Linked DNA regions of Mus musculus: all the other regions are linked to region 2. Evidence: chromatin contacts called from public promoter capture Hi-C data. All regions are on one chromosome and are shown on one strand. Each heading gives the region's core, a stretch centred on a gene start, on an enhancer-like site or on the middle of the called end of the contact. The rest is flanking DNA. Distances are from core to core; before and after follow the strand shown. Region 1 holds the start of Neurl4 (neuralized E3 ubiquitin protein ligase 4). Region 2 holds the start of Gltpd2 (glycolipid transfer protein domain containing 2). Region 3 holds the start of Eif5a (eukaryotic translation initiation factor 5A). Region 4 holds the start of Sat2 (spermidine/spermine N1-acetyl transferase 2).

The links. Promoter capture Hi-C pulls out the DNA fragments that hold promoters and counts their contacts.
Region 1: a promoter capture Hi-C map of liver shows a contact between it and region 2, with 2.1 times the contacts expected there. The contact joins the promoter of Neurl4 here to the promoter of Gltpd2 in region 2. A contact is called at or near these places in 3 of 39 promoter capture datasets (the C10 cell line and liver), 2 of 115 datasets of contacts at active chromatin or transcription factors (bone marrow-derived macrophages and memory CD8 T cells) and 2 of 9 other capture datasets (adipose tissue and liver).
Region 3: a contact with region 2 is called in a promoter capture Hi-C map of liver, with 2.6 times the contacts expected there. The contact joins the promoter of Eif5a here to the promoter of Gltpd2 in region 2. A contact is called at or near these places in 2 of 39 promoter capture datasets (both in liver), 1 of 484 Hi-C or Micro-C datasets (liver), 2 of 115 datasets of contacts at active chromatin or transcription factors (bone marrow-derived macrophages and microglia) and 1 of 9 other capture datasets (pancreatic islet).
Region 4: a promoter capture Hi-C map of liver shows a contact between it and region 2, with 2.1 times the contacts expected there. The contact joins the promoter of Sat2 here to the promoter of Gltpd2 in region 2. A contact is called at or near these places in 1 of 39 promoter capture datasets (liver) and 1 of 9 other capture datasets (adipose tissue).

Annotation. Positions count from the first base shown.
Region 1 is chr11:69,900,530-69,903,495 of GRCm38.p6, forward strand. Neurl4 (neuralized E3 ubiquitin protein ligase 4) reads left to right here and starts at 1,287. Exons shown (of 29, transcript NM_001013414.3): 1 at 1,287-1,656; 2 at 2,479-2,923. The coding sequence starts at 1,369. It overlaps 2810408A11Rik (RIKEN cDNA 2810408A11 gene), which reads right to left and starts at 385. Exons shown (of 9, transcript NM_001382461.1): 1 at 1-385. The coding sequence starts at 222.
Region 2 is chr11:70,517,914-70,520,916 of GRCm38.p6, forward strand. Gltpd2 (glycolipid transfer protein domain containing 2) reads left to right here and starts at 1,296. Exons shown (of 3, transcript NM_146020.1): 1 at 1,296-1,565; 2 at 1,804-1,970; 3 at 2,058-2,823. The coding sequence starts at 1,305. The coding sequence ends at 2,595.
Region 3 is chr11:69,919,652-69,922,910 of GRCm38.p6, forward strand. It overlaps Eif5a (eukaryotic translation initiation factor 5A), which reads right to left and starts at 1,735. Exons shown (of 6, transcript NM_181582.4): 1 at 1,512-1,735.
Region 4 is chr11:69,620,523-69,623,465 of GRCm38.p6, forward strand. It overlaps Sat2 (spermidine/spermine N1-acetyl transferase 2), which reads left to right and starts at 1,530. Exons shown (of 6, transcript NM_026991.3): 1 at 1,530-1,810; 2 at 1,971-2,022; 3 at 2,185-2,268; 4 at 2,338-2,439; 5 at 2,590-2,630. The coding sequence starts at 1,745.

The sequences.
Region 1 (2,966 bases), core at 37-2,536, 620 kb before region 2:
GAGGGTCACTGCCCCTTCAGAGGGCTGAATTGGACCAGGACTGCGGACTACAGGGTTCCCGGAATGCAAGAGGGAGCCAGGACCGCGAAGCAAGGCTACTCCGGGGGGTAATCCGGTGTCTGTTTGCATACCTCTGGCACTGCCAGGTACTGCCCTAGAAACCCCCCCAGGGGATTCTGCACTGAGGCCACTAACAGGTGCGAGAGACTCCGGCTTCTCCATAGCTCAACTTGGTAACCACTTCAATTCCACTGCCTACCCTTCTAGCTGCACATAGCCCTGCCCGTTGGCCCTGCCCCCATCGCGGCGGGCGGTGGGCGCTGGGGGCTCCGGGTCAGACCGGACCTCCTCTGCCTCTTCTCCCTGGCGCTGAGGCAGGTGAAAGGTCGACTATCAGACTTCAGCCTGGGAGTTCCTCCGCACACCCTTCCCTTATTGTTACACCCCAAGACTTTCTTTGTCTCTGTAATTTGTTCCCGCCCTTCTCCATCACCGCCCTTCTCCGAATCAACCAATCACAGTCAAGGGGCCTGGCCAGCGGTGAGGAGCCTTGTGATGTCACAGCCCCGCAACACCAGGGAGAGCCTGAGTAGGGCTGGGTTCTGTTAATAGCTCTCAGGTAACCTCTCAGAGGTGTCCGCTCTGTCCCTTGAGATTACCCAACGGGACACCGCTAGGATTTTTATTAGTAACTTTTAAGATTTAAGAGTTTCATTGGCACAGAGCTCAAGTTGGCCTTGAAATGTGTGCGGGTAGGAGAGGTGTGATGCAAAGTCTGTGGGGCCGGAGCGGGGTGAGGTGCGAGACTGGGTCAAGGAGAGGTGTGATGCGTGATCGGATTGCGACATTTCCGGCCTCGGCACTGTGAAGGGCTGAGACTTGGATTTATAAAACTACTTTTTCTCTGTCCCGAAGATAGCGTTTACTTCCATCGCCTTAAAGCGTGCGGTGTTAGGGGAAGCCACCAGCCCTTGCGTTAAGGCGAATGCTCTAATATGTCGCTTTTCCCTAACAAGGGTTGGGTCCAAGGCGCCGGGCGACGTCGCAAAGTGTATCTGGGCGCCAGCACGCCTTCGTCGCAAAGACGCCTGCGGCGGGCGATTCTGCCATCCACTGTCGCAAAAGCAGCCCAAATCTTCCCGGCTCTCGTAGCCTCTGTCGTCCCGCTGGGCCGTAAAGCAGTCCCCCGACCCCGTCGTCCTTCCGTTCCCCTCGTGAGAGACCTCGGTTCCTTAGCTGCGGACGCTTCAGTGCCGTAAAGCACACCAGGCCCCAGCCCCCCGGCCGTATTCCCCCAGGGCGTCTGGCCGCCGCGGTTGCCACGGTGCCGCCAAGCGCGGCTGTCGCGCGGCCGCGGTATCAGCGGCGATGGCGGCGGGGTCGGGTGGGAGTGGGGGCTCTGGGGCGGGCCCCGGGCCAGGACCGGGGCCCGGCGGGGGTGGGGGCCCTGGCAGCAGCGGACCAGGCCTGGGGTCCGGCGGGGGTCTCGGCGGTGGCGGGGAGCTGCACCCGCGCACCGGGCGCTTGGTCAGCCTGTCGGCCTGCGGGCGCACGGCGCGGCGGCAGCAGCCGGGCCAAGAGTTTAACCACGGGCTGGTGCTGAGCCGAGAACCCTTGCGCGATGGACGCGTCTTCACCGTCCGCATCGACCGCAAGGTGCAAAGCCGGGGCAGCTGAAACGAGGTGTGGAGGGGAGTGGGAGGGGACGGGAGGGAGAAGCGGTAGGACTGCCAGAAGGTCTGCATCTCCAACCGAGCCTCCAGGTACCGATAGCGAGCCGGCACACTGTAGTGCACCGGGGAAGAGAAAGGAGAAGGACACGGAGCAGACACATTCATTCTGAAGGAGCATTCGTTTCCCGCAGGACAGGGAGCCAGGGTCCGGTGGTTAGAATGGCTAGTGAACACGTCTAGCACAATCTCTTAGGGATGGAAGACTGACAGGTGCCCGAGATGGAAGAGTAGAGAAATAATAAAAAGCGCAAACTGTTGACAAACGTCCCAAACCAGAAAGATAGATGAGGAGACATGCGAAAAAGGGAGTGTATGTGACTTGCTTGACTCCAAAACGAATTTGGAAAGAGAAGAGAATGAATTTGGGTGGAGCTTTGCCCTACTAGAGTATTGGGGTTGGGAATGAGAGTGATGTAGGAGAGCGAGCATTGTGGACCTAAGAAGCATGGGATTGGAGTGGCTGAGGAGCTACAGAGACTGGGAAGTAAGAGGAGATCGGGTTAAAACCAGGGCCTTTAACCAGCTTGTTCAGTGGGTAGAGGGGGTGATGTGCTAAAACACGTGTCAGCAGACACAGATGCTGAGAGCCAGTGGGTCCTGGTAGTTATGGAGGCTAGTTCCAAAAATTATTTGTGTGTCTATGTCAGTGGCCTCAGAGGACAGGGTGAGAGGCACACGGTGCTCTGGAATGTGGCCTCTGGTGATGGGATTTCATACAGAAACTCTGTCCACCACCCTCTCATAGGTCAACTCCTGGAGTGGCTCCATTGAGATTGGAGTGACAGCACTGGATCCCAGTGTGTTGGACTTCCCGAGCAGTGCCACCGGGCTGAAGGGAGGCTCCTGGGTAGTGTCAGGCTGCTCAGTGCTGCGGGACGGGCGCTCTGTGTTGGAGGAATATGGCCAGGACCTGGACCAGCTTGTCGAAGGGGACCGTGTGGGTGTGGAACGCACAGCCACTGGGGAGCTCCGGCTCTGGGTAAACGGGCGGGATTGTGGTGTGGCAGCCACAGGCCTGCCTGCTCGTGTCTGGGCTGTTGTGGACCTTTATGGCAAGTGCACCCAGATCACTGTGCTGCCCTCCGAGCCAGGCTTCAGCCCTCCCACTCCTGTCCCCACACCTCCCCTTGAGCCCTTGGCCCCTCCAGAAGATTCAGCCCTGTTGGAACAGGGGACCTCTGTGGATGAAGGTGAGAACACAGCTTCGGGGAAACATGAGTTTTGGCTGAAGAA
Region 2 (3,003 bases), core at 46-2,545:
CACGCACCATGTGTGGATTTGGGTGCTTTTCTAAGTTTCTTGGAATAAAGATTAACAGGGGTTCTGGATAGCCATTTCTTGTTAGAGTCTGTATTACAGGGAAACCTACAATGGTATGTCAGATGCTGGGCCTAAACATTATCACTAGAGTTGGAGTGTCCCTTTTTATAAAGCATGTTAAGACAGAGTCTAGATAAGTTATCCAGGCTGGCCTTGAACTTTTGATATTCCTATCTCAGCCTCCCAAATACCTAAGGTTACATGAAGACCTGAGCTACTGTGCCCAGCTATGAAAATACTTTTGTATTCTGGGGGTCTAGTGTAGGGCCTGCCATAGGAAAGTAATGACTGATTTAATGAATGAAACGCTAAAGTGAAGCTCAAAAAATTAAATTATAATGTCCAAGAATCACTGATGGAAGGCCCCAGACTCAAATAGTGTGCAAAGGCAAAGAGCGTCTATTCTGCAGAAATTACCAGCATGCAGGGGTCACAACAAAATGGCAATGACTTGAGGGGCTTGCAAGACATCCTTTTAGGCAGGTCTAGGGGAATTTCCCAGAAGGACTAGGTAACCTCTAATATGATTGGTAAGGGTCAAAGCAGTAACATTAGTACCATTTTCATTAGGTGCTAGGTTAGTTCTATTATAATTGGTGAGACCCTGAAGATTTTTGGAAGCCAGCTCAGTTCTGGCTTTGTTATCTTCTTCAGCCAGGAGTCTCACAAGCAGACTCAGCTACAGCCTTATCCTCCCTAACTCAGGCCATCATTGGCTAAAGGTTCTTTGTCAGTGGCTCCTTCAGAGAAGCCCAGTAAGCTTCCTGGGGAATTGAAATTTTTATTCCCAAGGTTTCCAGACCTCTCGGCAAGAATGTAAAAAAAAAAAAAAGAGAGAGAGAGAGCCTAAAGCCCCATCCTCGAGCCTTAACAAGTAAGACGTATTGGGCAACTGTGGTCAGCTTTCCACTTGGAATGCTTTCACATGCGTTATCAATTGATCCTCACATGAGATTTACAAAGGCCCATTATCTGCAGCTTACAGTGGATTCGTGTCCAGATTTAAGGAGAACCCACAAGACGCTGCCTCTTACGACAAGCTAGCCCCACAGGTAAAGGCAATGCAGAGACAGGTCACATATTATGTCCCCCAAATCGTCATTATGTCTCTCACCCTAGGATCTGACCTCTAGGGCAAAGGACACAAGGGAGGGGTCCTTAATAGATTAATTATTAACTCTCTGCACCTCTGGACACCACGGGAAGGGAAAGGCCACCAACTAGCTAGGTGAGGTGCACCAGCGATGGTCATGGGGGTCTCACTGTCCCCAGCCCTGGGACGCTGGTTCCGCCATGCAATTCCCTTCGCTATCTTAACGCTGTTACTTCTTTACATCAGTATATGGTTCTTCTATGAGTGGCCCTTCCCCTTACCAGCTCAGAGAACCCAGCAGTCCGGCCTGCGGGGACTCAAACTCCCTTCTCCTTCTCCAGTCCTCGGCTCCCTGCTTAGTTTCCCGGCAGGGGTGCAGTCCTGCAATCCAGAGAGACCGCTACCTTCCCAGGTATGTTTGAGTTTTAAGGCCAGAGTCTGGGGACTCTGCAACAAAGAAACAGGGGAACCAGACTGAGAATCGAATGAAAGGAGGCTCCTCCCTCTCTGTTCCCTCCCCCCTTCAGATGTCAAGAATAACCAGGAGGAACCCCAGCTAAACCTGAGGGACATTCTTCAGGGCCCAACAGTGGCTAAGTAGGCCTAGCAGGCTAGGAACTTTTCATGTATCTCTTATATCTATCTCCCAGACTGGCCCAGCGGCCAGACCCCTAGTGGTCCCAGAGAAGGAAGAGCTTCCCTGTCTAGGGCCTCATGGGGCGCTGGGTCGCATGGTGAGCCCCTTCCTGGCCTGTATGAGCCCTGAAGGGGATGTGGCGTTGTCTCAGTATCTGGCAGGATGGAGAGAACTACTTAGGTGAGTGGTCTCCCTTCCCCAAGCCCATCTTCCTCCAAATGATTCTGTGGTTTCGCAAGTCATCTCCCCACTTCCACCACCAAACAGGTTCCTAACTCCCCTTGGCACTGTCTTCGCCTTTGCCACCAGCGAGGCCTTCAACAAGGTGACCGACCTCGAGGCTCGTGTGCACGGCCCCAATGCTTCACACTACACATCGCTGATGACTATGATCACATGGGAGCGGGGAGCAGGATTGCTACAGCGCCCGGGAACCGAACCTGGGCATTCAGCCGGGTCCTCGGGCTCTCGAACGCTACTTTTGTTGCATCGCGCGCTGCGCTGGTCCCAGCTCTGCCTCCACAGGGTGGCGACAGGGACGCTTGGAGGTCCAGATGCGGGCACGCAGTGCGGGGAAGCCTACAGCACCGCCCTGGCCCCGCACCATCCATGGCTTATCCGTCAGGCCGCTCGCCTGGCGATCTTGGCCCTCCCGAGTCGCGGTCGCCTGCTCCAGCTGGCGTGTCCCGGAACAGGAGAGGCGGACGCGCGGGTTGCTCTGGCCCGGGCCGCCGGCGTCCTGGAGGATGTGTACAATCGTACCCAGGGCCTGCTGGCCGGCCACGGCCTGCTCCAGCTGGCTTGATGGCCGCGGCATCAAGAGACCGACCAGAAAGGCATTTCTGGGAAGGGATGTACATACTCAGGGTTACCGGCGGCCTGAGAGTAGCTAGCGGTCCTCTTTAGTGAAGTCACCACAGTTAAGGCCCACCCCCAGCAGGGCAGTCTCAGTGATGTGTGAGATCCTCTCATCTTCAGCCTCTGGAAGCTGGAAGAAGCAATGAAGAATAAAGAATGCTTTAGTAGCTGTCGACATCCGGCGTTATGTATGATAACTGGAGAGCTAGCTTAAGGGCTGGGGGAGGGTGTGGGAAGACCTGTTATCCCTGCTCTTTGCATCTGAAGGACTCATATTCCCCTGAGCTCATTTCAGCTGCTCCATGGCTTCAGTTGCCAGCGCTTACCAAGTCTCAGTCCAGATCTGCCCTCCACA
Region 3 (3,259 bases), core at 485-2,984, 600 kb before region 2:
AGGTGTTACTCGCCACTGAAACCAACCACCCCCTCTTCCCCACACTCTGCCAGGACTATAATTAGGTGAGCAGCAATGAGCCAGCTGAAGGGCGGGGCTAATGGAGGGGTGGAGACGGAGGACAAGGCCCCACCCAGTTGTTACACCACCCCCCCACCCTGTCCACACACAAGCCAGTCATTGGTACAGGAAACCACAAGGCCTCTTTGGGGGATTCCCGCCTCCAACGTGCACTTGCAGATGCAGTCAAGGGAGAGAAAGTAGTTTCCTAAAGGATCCCACTGCCAAACATTTCGATCTCAGTTCCCGAAGGGAACTCAGCCTTTTGTCGATGGCCCTCCCACTTTTCCCAGGATGCACCAGTCCTGTCGGCTTTTCAGGCCCAGCCTGTACAGTCAGTAGAAAGTGAGGGGTGGTGAATGACAATAAAATGAAAGCAAAAGATTCGTAGTAGTAATAGAAATCGTACTAGGCTGGCAGAGTAAAGGACTTTAAAACACAGTAACTCCCAAACAAAACACGACAGGGAAGGCACTGGCATGGTGAAGATCGAAGATCACCGCAGGGGAACTAGAAGCTCACTACTTTCAGGCGCTGTCGGCATGGGCCGAGAAAGAGTTGGGCATCAGTCCAATCGCCCTCAGTTTCCCCACTTTTCCCGGTTTCCCCAGCAAAGCAGTACCACTTACATCTGGCTGGACGTCTCACTTCATATGAAGACTGAGGGATGAGCTCCAGAGGCCCATGAGGCTGGGGAACACTAACATATGCCTGCAACGGGCCCTGCGGGATGAGTGAGACCCAAGGGTAGGGTCTCTCCCGCACGCCAAAATCCAAGGCTCCGGAGAAACCCAAAAAAGACCAGAGCTCCTTGCGCTGAGGGTTGCCGGCTCGCGCCCACCATGTGGTCGCCCGGGGCTTCCGGTGGCCCGGGCCAGGGGGGAGGGGTCCCCGTGCAGCCATGCGGCCCCGGTCAACGTTCGGCCGCATGGCCTCGGACCCCGAGGGCAGCCTCCAATGGGGAACACTTCCGGTGCTACGGCTGCCCCTGCCCCAAAGCTGCGCCAGGCCAGGACCATGCCGCCTCCCCTCCCCCCGCCGGCCGCCAACCCCCTCCACATGCCCTCACCTAACAGCCCCCTCCCCCACCTCACGTGGCCGCGCAGCGCCGGTCCTCAACCGCACAGGAGCCTTTGCCCTGTCTGGGCCGATCTGGCCCCGGGCCCTCGCCCCGGCGTGGCCGCCTGGCGGCCTCTCCCGCGTGGCGGCCTCGCGGCTCGCCGTCCCCCGCCCTGCGTCGCTCCAACGTCACCCGGCCGGCCCCAACCGTCACCCCTCGCGCCAACCGGGCCCTGCACCCGCCTCTCCGCACCTCGCGCCGCTCCCTCACCGAACCCGTGCGGCGACAGCCGCCGCTCCCTTCTGCCCCCCTCCCCGACCCCCGCGTAGTTCCGTCTCTCGTTCGTAGCTCAAACCGAGGTTACGCGCAGGCGCGCCCTGCCCGCTCTCACCTCGCGCGAACGCACTGACTTGACCTGGTCCGCTCGCCGCGAGCCCAACTGCTGCCTCCGAACCCGCTACTGTGCTGCCGCCGCCGCCGCCGCCGCCTCTAGCGCCGCCGCCGCTGCTGCACACGGGTCTTAGTACGCAGGCGCCGACTCCCCACTGACCAACCAAGCAGCCCTATGACAGCCGCGCAAGCGTGCTAGGTAGCTCCACCACCTTCCACCCCCGCACTGCGCAAGCGCATGGACCCTCCCCGATCTCCACCCTCTCTCCCACCTACCCATCGGATGACGCACACACGTGACCCCGCCCCTTTCCAGTCCGTAGTGCTTCCAACCAGTCGGCAATGCGCAGGCGCACCGGGTTTTTTTTTTTTTTTTTTAAATCCCTTCAACCTCTTCTTCCCTCCCCTTGAGCGACAGCTCGCTCTACCGGGCAACCCTTGCGGCTGCGCAATACAGAACCCTGCACTCCACACCCTCCGAAGGAAACGCCTGGGTCTCAACGCATGCGTGTTAGGAATCCTAAACGCCCCTTCCACCTCAGACGTCGTCCCTACGCGGGGTGTTGAAAAGACCACGCCACTGTGCTGCTTGCGGCGTCAAGAACGCATGCGTCTGAGCAGGCGCCACACCTCGGCTTTAACTGGAATTGAACAACTCACAAACACGTTTCTGAGAACCTTTCTAGTTAGGTGTGTGGCTCTTCTCCGAATCGCTGTCCCAGCTCTGCACGTGCTCAAGAGACTGCTTTCCGTGGGAGACTCTGCTCTCACGCTAGTGTGGTCGGATTACAACCATCCCGGCTTCGGTACTTTACACAACTTGTGCGCTATAGTTTCAGTATCCAGAGCTATCCGATACAAGCCACCATCTTGTCTAAACCCTGGTTAGTGTTGATTCCTAAGGTTCGCATAGAAGCTTTTCCTTTCTAAATCCTAAATAAAGAGAACTACATAGCGTTTCCGATTGTTTTCCCAGGTCGGCTTGAGGTTTCTAAAAGGAAATGTCTAATGTTTCTTCCAAAATCAAACTCCCTATGAGAAGAGTGGCTCTGGACCAGGCGACACAGACTTTATTGCCAGATCGCTAGGAGGCTGAGACTTGTTATAAAGCCAGCACATAAAGTTGGTCTTGAAATTTATGATGCCTGTAATCTCTGAGTTTGAGAAACTGGAGCAGGAGAATAGAAAAAAACAAAACAGTGCAATATTAAATTACTTTGACGTTATCTAAAGATGAGCGATCAGGATTCCTACTCCTTAGATAATGCAGGCGTGGTGGAGCACTCCCTTAATCCTGTAAGAGCCAGGTGGGTTCAAGGCCAGTCTGGTCTGTACAGTGTGAATTCTTGACTCAAAAGCAAAACAAAAAAATCTGGTCTAGGAATCTAAACCTTTTTGGTGGTAGTGGTGGTTTTGTTGTTGTTTTTCAAGACAGGGTTTCTCTGTGTAGCTCTGGCTGTCCTGGAACTCACTCAGTCGACCAGACTGGCCTTAAGATCCACCTGCCTCTGCCTCTCGTGTTGGGATGTAAGGCATGCACTGCCACCTATAGTTTTGAGAAATCACTTCAAATTACTGTACTTTTAATTTCTTTACCACTAAGTAAGGATATTAAATGATATCTTAATCTCCAACTTACTGGAACGCTTGCAAGCACTTAATTGGAATTATTACGTGTTTGTGTAGCACAGTAGAACTATCCACCCTATATCTTTCAGTCACTTTTCCTGAATTTTCTGTCGTTTTCTG
Region 4 (2,943 bases), core at 280-2,779, 900 kb before region 2:
TGTAAGTTTGGATGGCCCACACCTACAATCCACCTGGACTGAGTGGCACACACCTTTGACCCTAGCGCTGGGGAAGATGGAGCAGTAGAGGGTACAGAGGCCAGCCTGCCTAGCAGGATTGACTGCTGAGCTCCAGGCTTCTTGGTGGAAGGCCTCTCTCTCTCTTTCTCTCTCTCTCTCTCTCTCTCTCTCTCTCTCTTTCTCAGAGTAACTGAAGAAGAGATTCAACCTAGACTTCTTGCTCCCCGAGAATTCGCATGCACCAGCAAGCACAACTGCACAGACAGCACACTCACTCACTGAAAATAAAATAAGAACTCAAGGCTGAGTGGGCGTGGTGCTCACACCGACAACCCAAACACTTGACACTGGAGAAGTTGTAAGAGATAAGAGGCTGCTTTGAGTTTGAGGAGAGCCTCAGCTGTATCATGAGTTTCAGGCCAGCATGGGTGTTAGAGTGAGACTCTTTGTCTCAAAAAAACAAAAACAAAAACAAAGCAAAAAAAGAGGTGGACACGGTGGCACAAGATTGTAGCCCCAGTTGCTACTGGAGAACAAAGGGGTATTGAGCCCAGAACATCAAAGGTTTGAGGCTAAGTCAGATATAGTGATATACATAATCCCAGCACTGGGGAGGTAGAGGCAGGAAAATCAGTAGTTCTAGATCATCCTTGGCTACACAGCAAATTTGAGCCTAGCCTGGGCTACATATCCAGGAAAATCTTCCACTCCCTGAAAACCCTATCAGGCCTGGCTTGGTGGCGCACGCCTTTAATCCTAGCACTTGGGAGGCAGAGGCAGGTGGATTTCTGAGTTCGAGGCCAGCCTCTCAAAAACAAAAAACAAACAAACAAAAAAACCACAAAACAACAACAACAACAACAAACCCTATCAGATATAAAGGAGAAAAAAGAATAAGGGACCTGCTGTTACTGTTAATTACAGGGATTTGTTAACAGAACCTAATGAGGAAACGTCAAAACACAACTGTCCCTTTGAGGACACCATTATGAGCCACAAAACAGCTATAGGAATCAAGTGTAGGGCTTTTTTCAGCATGTCCTGAGTACTGGATTTAATGCCTAGAACCAAAGAAGGGAAGGAGGAAAAGCTGCCAGAGGCATAGCACAGGGCTTCCACTACCAAAGACAGCTACAGGAACCGGTCGGGGGTCTTGGGCTCCCTCAGGGTCGGGGATGCCCCAGTGATTAGACGGCTAAGAGTGAAAACTAAAGCAGCTAACTGGAGTGTACTCTAACTAAAGCAGGGTAGGGGAGGACTTTTAAGCTTGAGGTATGTACGACACAGACTGGATAGCCAAGGCTACACAGAGAAACCCTGTCTCGAAAAACCAAAATAAATAAATAAAATACAAAATACAAAAAATAAACAAACAAACAGGAAGCTTAAGTAGTCCGGCGCAGAGTCCAGTCACTGGACAGCGAGGCGAGGCGGGACCAGGGGGTGGGGGTGGGGAAATGGTCGTAAGCAGCAAGCTGATTGGCTGCAGGGAGGCCCGGAGGGGGCTCAGAATTTAAGGCCTTTTCTGGCAGAAGAGACCACCAGGCCGGCTAATCCTCCCAGCTGAGACCGGTTGGTGCCAGAATCTTGTCTAGAAGCTTCTAGCATTTCTTCTGCCCCTCGCTCCCAGCACTTTGAGACCTGAGCTTTGAGACCAGACCTCCGCGGTTCTGCAAACGTGGGAGTTGTCTGTGATCTTTGATTTTTGACAGTGAGGCTCGGAATGGCTTCCACGCGAATCCGAGAGGCCAGGGAGAGCGATTGTGGAGACATTATGAGGATGATCCGGGTAAAGACTGCGGTTTGGAAAAACAGTGCGGGGTGGGGGTGGGGGGCTGGGAGCAGTTTGGCTGGAGTTGGGGAGTCAGAAATGAGGGTGCACCTTTGGACCCTGTTCTCAGAGATCAGGACCTTCCTGCCTTAATGTTGTTTTGGTACCCCTGTTATAGGAACTGGCAGAGTTCGAGAAACTGTCCCATCAGGTGAAGATCAGTGAAGAAGGTGGGTGAGGCTGTGCACCTGGGTCCTGATTGAGATGGGGGGCGGGTGATGGGGTGGAAGGATGGAGTCCTAAGATCGTAACTACTGGACTGGGCTTTACTCCAAGTTCCGGTTTTTCCCGGCCCATCTCTGCCTTTTTTGTCATACCTCCAATCTTTATAGCTCTGCGAGCAGATGGCTTTGGAGAGAACCCTTTCTTTCACTGTTTGGTGGCAGAGATTATCCCAGCACCTGGGGAGTCACAAGGTAAGGAAGCCTGCAGTTATCCTCCGTGTTTTTCCTCCCAAAAGCCTCACTCTTCTCTCTCATTTTCAGGGTCCCTTGTGGTGGGCTATGGGCTGTACTACTTCATCTATAGCACATGGACCGGACGAAACGTTTATCTGGAAGACATCTATGTGATGCCGCAATATCGGGGTACTGGCTGGGGCTAAGGATGGACAGAATGCCCACAGACCCAATGAACAGTCCTCAGACCTATCCCATTACCCCAACCTCAGATTATAGTTTCCTTTGATACCCTTTCAACTCAAATAATAGTCCTTCCTGTCCCTTTCTCCACTATAGGTCAAGGGATTGGTACCAAAATAATCAAAAAGGTGGCTGAGGTGAGCAAAGGGGTGGGGCTTACAAACTAGTTACCGCCCCCAAACGAAAGCCAGCCAGTCAGCCAAACCATCAATCAATCAATCAATCAATCAGTCACGTAAGTGGGAGTGTCGAGGTTGAATGAGGGGGATGAGAAAGATTTTTCTTTTTATTGTTTGTTGTTCAAGACAGGGTTTCTCTGTGTAGTCCTGATTGTCCTAGAACTTGCTCTGTAGACCAGGCTGGCCTCCAACTCAGAGGTCTGCCTGCCTCTGCAGGAATTAAAGGTGCTGGGATTAAAGGTGTGTGCCAGCCATTAGTTTTTGAGCCCTG